Regions from separate parts of the Mus musculus genome. Here region 1 is linked to region 2. A link is a contact called in public promoter capture Hi-C data. All regions are on one chromosome and are shown on one strand. Each heading gives the region's core, a stretch centred on a gene start, on an enhancer-like site or on the middle of the called end of the contact. The rest is flanking DNA. Distances are from core to core; before and after follow the strand shown. Region 1 holds the start of Lrrc27 (leucine rich repeat containing 27). Region 2 holds the start of Edrf1 (erythroid differentiation regulatory factor 1).

What was found. Promoter capture Hi-C pulls out the DNA fragments that hold promoters and counts their contacts.
Region 1: a contact with region 2 is called in a promoter capture Hi-C map of pre-B cells, with 4 times the contacts expected there. The contact joins the promoter of Lrrc27 here to the promoter of Edrf1 in region 2. A contact is called at or near these places in 1 of 39 promoter capture datasets (pre-B cells) and 1 of 484 Hi-C or Micro-C datasets (CD4 T cells).

Annotation. Positions count from the first base shown.
Region 1 is chr7:139,211,607-139,214,889 of GRCm38.p6, forward strand. Lrrc27 (leucine rich repeat containing 27) reads left to right here and starts at 1,382. Exons shown (of 11, transcript NM_027164.1): 1 at 1,382-1,661; 2 at 3,069-3,283. The coding sequence starts at 3,117. It also overlaps a transcript of Stk32c not described here.
Region 2 is chr7:133,636,008-133,639,207 of GRCm38.p6, forward strand. Edrf1 (erythroid differentiation regulatory factor 1) reads left to right here and starts at 1,668. Exons shown (of 25, transcript NM_178115.4): 1 at 1,668-1,916; 2 at 2,900-3,108. The coding sequence starts at 1,806.

The DNA.
Region 1 (3,283 bases), core at 132-2,631, 5.6 Mb after region 2:
GCAGGAAAGGTGGAGCATGTGTACTTGTGTGCGTGTGCATGTGTGTGTGTACATATCTGCACACATATGTGGGTGGGTATATGTACATATGTAGAGGTTGAATGTCAACTATGGGTGTTGTTCCTAAGGAGCTGTTAACTTGTTTGTTTTGTTTTTTGACACAGGGTCTCACTGGCTTAGAGCTCCACAGTGGTTGAGGCTGGTTGGCCGGTGAGCCCTCAGAATCCGCTTGCCTGTCTCCAAGAACAGGAATTATAGGCATACACTGCTGCACCTGAACTTTTTAAATGGATTCTGGTGATCCCATGAGTACGTGGCAAGCATTCCACTGAGAGCCACCAGAAAGGGGCCTCTCTGATGGCCTGTGTGGCCAGGCAGGAATGCCCTGCCTGCTCTGTATCCTAACGCTCCTCACAGCACCTCTTGACCCCAAGCTTTAGCAACCTGTAACCAATGGAACACTCGGGGGGATTCCAGCTGCCAGCCGCCATCTCTGCAGTGTTGAAGGGACATCAGGAGACATTTGATCAGAGGGCTACTGGGCTCCCACAACTCTTGAGTTTCCTAGGTTTTCTTGTTTTCTTGTTTGGGGATATTTTCTTACAACTTACTCCCATCTCACTTTCAGTCCTAAAGAATATATTAGTAAATGAATTGAAAATTCTATTCTATTATTTAAATTTATTATTGCATTCATATAGGGGATACCACAGGACAACTCTGTGGAATTGGTTCTCCCCTACCTAGGTTCTAAGCATTAACTCATCTTGCTGGCCTGAGTAAACAAAATTTGCTGTTGTTTTGGATCTAGACTTCCACTTTGGTCCCATCTTATACTTTCAGTTCCATCCTGCTTTGCTACTTCAAAAATGTTTAGCAAGATTATATCACTGAGCACGTTAGCTAAGGGCATAATTCAATGTCCAGGCCAGTTCATTTCCGATAGTTTCCCTTAGAATTGATGACGTGTCATGTTGCTCTGTGTGTGACACATTACTCACTAAAAACGGTGGAAATTGCTAAGATCTCAACTTCTGGCCCCCAGAAAGGAGTGACCCATATCACTTCATTGGTCAGGATCCTCTAGAATCCGCAGCGGGCCTTCTATCCCCACCAGATCTGATACTAAGGCAGTTTACCACGTTCCCGTAATTTCTCTTTTCGGGAGGGATCCTTTTTCTCTAAAGGTTTAGGGTCTATGGACTTGGTTGACCTGCCTCCCAGAATACCCTGCTCTGCAGGTTTCTAAATGGAAAAGGACAGCCTCCAAGTTTCCACACTAGGAGAGTCTGTGCAGATCCAGGCCCCAGGACAAAAGGGCCAGCAAACCCGGCACCAGCCTGGGAAGCCGAGAGCGCAGCACTGCGGCAGCTGCTTCTGCGCAGGCGCGGAGGGCAGCGGTCAGTTCCAGAGGCCTGAGGCCCGAGGGTCCATGGCCCTGGAAGACGGTCTGGTCAGCAGAAGCATCACTCGACCTCCTTCGGGTCCCCAAGCCCTCCCCGAATCCACCAGCCCATCCTCTCGAAGTTTCTTTCTGGCCTTGTCGCCCACCTCCAGCATAAGAGGCGGTAAGCGCACGCGCACCGAAGCTATCCCAAGCCAGACCTGCGACTTGATGCCTTCCGGCCTCCGTACCGCAGCAGCGTCTCCATGGCGACCTGGTAAACCGCGCAGCTCGCTGGTTTGTTAGGTGGTGCCTGAGCCTCTCGGAGGCGGGGCAGCCGACGTGTCAGGGCGGAGTCGCAGGTGGGCGGGGAAGAGCAACGGGGCTGGAGGGTGGGATAGCTGTTACGTCAGTCACCGCTAGCCGGCTGCACTGGATGGGACCCGGCCACCAGGTTGTGGGGCGGGGTCACAGTCTGGCGGGCGGGAGTAGACGCTGGGTTGGGTTGAGGAGACCGCCACAGACTCACAGAGCAGTGAGTCTGGTCTGCTGGGGGTCCTGTGAACGTCAGCCTTTGATGGCGCGGTGGTGGGAGAGAACTATGACTAGATCCCCTACCCTTTTACAGTGGCCGCACCTGGGAAGATGGGATTGAGGTCCAAAAGTCGAGTTCCCCTACCAGCCCAGTCTGGAAACAGCATCACTAGTCCCCTGCCTCCCTCTTGTCCACACATTTTCCTTACAATGTAATTTGATGGAGGCAGAATCTTTCCTCCTAATTCCAAGGTGTAGAAAAAAAATACAATAAGCCGTAGACTATGCAAAGGCTTGGAGACCTTAGGGAGACCCATTACCCAGCTTGGGGGGGGGGGTGGCATATCTCCTGCCAACGCAGACCTAGGTTCCCCATGAATTGTACACCTTTAAGACCAGCTCCTTAACTGAAAAGTCACCCGCTCCTTAAAGGAGAGTGAAACTAGGAAAGTGTGCCAGCATTTGGCAGATCTTTCAGCCATCCTCTTTGCTTGGATGGTTTTGCAAGTAATACCCTGGCTAAGCAACAGGATTATTGAACTAAGATGCAAGATTGTCATTGCCCAGGTTTTTCCCTAGTGCCCACCTAGATACCTCTTTGGTCTGGTCTGGGCCAGTGTGGGAGGCAGGGGTTGGCTTCCTGACTTCAGAGTCTTGGATACAAGAAGCAGAGGAATTTCCAGGGTGGAAATAGGAAACTGTCTTATCTCTTCCCATCTTACAGGTGTTTTGCAAACTTGAAAAGTCCCCCGGTGTTTTCATCCTGGATGCTTGTTTCCACTGGTATCTTCCAGTTAGACTGTAGTCAGGTGGCTGTTTGCTTGTCATCTAAGCACTTTGGAGGTGCATACAGGAAGATCAGGAGTTAGAAGTTCACCACAGTGAGTTGGAGGCCAGCCCAGACTACTTGAGCCCCCCTTCTCGAATCATAATTGTCATTCTCTTCTTCAAACTTTGTGGTACAGCGTGAGGAGCAAAGAATATAACCAGTACCTCCTTATGTCCCAGCATTTACAAGTTTAAAGCTAAATTCATAGTACTGTTGCTTTTTCAGCAACTCGAGTCCATCCCCCCTCCCCCCACCCCCCCACCCCCGTGTGACTTCTGGTTGCTAAGACACACACACCACCCCCACCCCCCTTGTTTCCAGGTGACTCCATACCAAGAAGGATGAGCAGTGGCCACTGGAGCGCATCACATGGAGGACACCAGCCCCCAAGCAGTGGCCGAGAAGGCTGCTAAAGACCCCAAGGCTGCTAAAGATCTCAAGGATGATGCTGCTGCCGCCACCAAGAGCTTCCCCGATCACTTTTCCAGAGAGGGTGATGATCAAATGGACTTTGAAGGGGTCATCTTTTCTTCCTC
Region 2 (3,200 bases), core at 418-2,917:
AAAATAGAAAAATGTTAGACTAAATGTAAATCATTTCTTTCTTACATGAATCTGTTCATTTAGAGACACAAAAACAACCAGAGATTTCCATTTCAGAAACAGATGGATTTTCAAATTGGGACCATATTACTTTTTAAATATTTGCTTATCATTTAACATACTATGATGTGCAATTTAATTTTTAAAAATATTCCTGTAAAAAAAAATATTCCTGTAACGTGAGTTAATGGATATACAGGGTTTATTTTTAAGTACTCAAAGTTTAATCTTTTTGTGTTAGCTACATAGGTCTTATTCAGATCTCTGTATTATTATTGTGTGTGTGTTCATGCCACAGGACATGTGACGGCCAGAGGGGAGCTTTCCAGAGTCAGTTCTCTCCTTCTACAGTGGGGTCCAGGGATGACATGGAACTCGGGCCCTCAGTTTTGTTTGGCACAAGCTTTTATGTGACGAGCCTGCTAGCCTCTGATGTAATAAACAACGAAAAGGACAAAACAAACAAACAAACAAACAAACAAAAACTGGCTCTAAATACAGAGTAGTTTAAAAAAAAATCACAAAACATGCTTTAAAGTAAGGATCTGCAAAATATGCACCAAAAAGTTAATTCATAAAAATGTCTTGTTTTGCATGAAAGCAATTTGCAGACTGCATCTGCTTTCTCCGAGAACTCCTAAAGTTTTTCAGTTACTGGGTTTTTAGAGACTAAGGAAAATTATAACCTGGCATGGCTAAATAATTGCAAAGGCCAAAACACTGAAAACTGAAAACGTATACCTCCGTCCTGGCTCAGCCATTAGGAGCACTTTCTGCTCTTGCAGAGGACACAGCTTAGCACCCACAGCCCACAACTCCCAACTGCGTGTAACTCCCGTTCCAGGAGATCTGATGCCCTCTTCTGGTTTCTGCGGGCACTGCATGCACACACGCAGCCAAAGCACTCAAAACACATTTAAAAAAAAAAAAAAAAAAAAAAAAAACCCAAAACGTAATACCTCGACATAAAACAAAACCTTTTACCTCAAATATATATGTTTTATGAGGAATGTAGCAGTTTGTCTGTTATTGGGTGCAGGGTGGAAATGTAGCTCCGAGTGCTTGCCTAGCCTACACGAAGCCCTGGGTTCCATCCTCGGGCAGAAAGAAACCCCAGCCCTCGGGAGCTGGAGGCAGAGTGTCAAGTTCAAGGTCACTCTCGGCTATTTTGCGAGTTCGAAACCAGCCAGGGCTGCATGAGCGCTGCCTAGAAACCGATTAAACAGACTGATGGCTTCTCTCTCCTTGCTTCAGCCCCACTGATCTGAGGGTGCTGAGACCCACGGAGGTCCCCGCGCGTGTGCAACTCGGAGAAGCCCCAAGAGAGCGGCCGCCTGCGAGGGCCTTGATGCCACCAGCTTTGATTACGCGAATACCCAAGGCGGCACCGCCCCACCCCAGCCACCGCGACTTTGACTCAAGTCTCATTAACTGTTTGCCAACAAAGACCGGCCACGAGCGAGGGGGAGGAGCCCGGGAGGCGTGTATCGCGAGAAGTGTCCGCCCTAATGGTGTGACAGGCAACGGCGTGCGGCAGCTCCTGCCCGGACCGCGAAGGAGGAGCCAGAGCCGGAGGACGGGCTGGACCTTTGGGTGAATCTCGCGAGATTTCATCGCGCTACCTCGAGCTCTTCCTGGCAGCCGCCGGAAGTGCGAGCCGCTGAGTGTCCGAGTCGCTCGCTCTGAGGTTCTCCTGCGACTCTGGGCCCGCGTTCCTGTCGCCGCCTCCAGGGCTCGCGCGTCTGGTCGCCTCCCCAGGGTCGGAAATGATGGGGGACCCCAAGGAAGCAGGAGCCGAGGCTTCTCCTTCAGGGGCGGCCGCCCGAGGAGGGCTCAGCCTCCTGTCCCAGGCGGACTCCGAGGAGCCTTCTGCACAGGTGAGAGGCGGCGGCGGCGGAGCGCGACCTGCAGGGGCTTGGGGGGTTTGCGGGCCTGGGAGGGGGACGTGGGGCTTCTGGAACTTTCTTCCACGCCTCCTTAGCACCTCTAGTACGGAATGAATCACCAGGCGAGCCTGTCGTCGGGTGTGCAGGCAGGCGTTTGCTTGCAATGCGCAACACCCCTGGCTTCGCACTCGGCGCCAGTGGACGGGCTATAGAGTGTGTGTGTGTCACAGCCCGCCGAAGGCAGGCAGAGGAGAGAGGGACGGACCCAGGGAGGGCACAGAGAATTTGCAACGCCTGGAAGGGTTCTCGAAGGAGAGTCGAACAGCGGGTCCAGACATTGAGCATGCCCGGGTGGGTGTAGGGTCAGCTACGGAGCTAATGTAGAATGGGATGCGATGAGCTTACCGATCAATCGCTGTGTGTTTGGTAAAAATAAACACGTCCTGCAAATGACGTTTGTCATTGACTTATGCTACTTAAAAATATTCCATTAGAACCGTACAGAAGTCTTGCTCGTTTTACATGCGGTTGACAGGACACAGTTGAGCGCACTTAGTTTCTGAGTCTACATTTTTCTGTGACTCATCGTACCGGGTTGAGTCTTGGCTGGTGTGGAACTGGTTATGCAGACCGGGCAGTCAAGCTGGACGTAGACCTTGCACTGGCCCTTGTGCCTCTGCCTCCAGAGTGCTTGAAGCTTGTGTTTGCAACTACTATGCCCAGATTTTTAAAAAGCAGGTTGGTTGGCCCCTGTCCACTTCTTGATTGATCCTTTTTTTTTTTTTTTTTTTTTTTAGTTTCGTGAAAAACAGCTAAGTAAGCGTAATTTAAGCTTGTTTATTAAGTGTTAGAGCTGACACGCAGCTGAGGCTCCTTGTGAATCCTGATTTGGTGGGTTCTTAATTCATTTTTATGAAAGTGAGATTGTCGTTCCTGGCAGTGTTCATTAAAGCTTCATTCCATATGTTATTTAGGGATCGGCCTTATTTCTTGGAGGCAACGAAGTGAAAAGCAGAGCTGTGGTAAAATACTCTTCTGCCCCTCCTCGAACAGCGTTTGCACGTCTCGAAGAAAAAACAGACTTGAAACTCCCACCTGCCAACTGGTTACGAGAGAGTGCCAAACTAGGGCCAGCAGGAACCACCATTCTTGGCAATAGTAAGAAAAGCAAGCCGTTTTCAAGGTAAATTTTAATCGCTGGCATTTCTTTCCCTCCCTCTCAACCCCGGCTCGAAGCTCTGAAAGCTGCTTCGCAGTTCAATTGGAGATGCATGT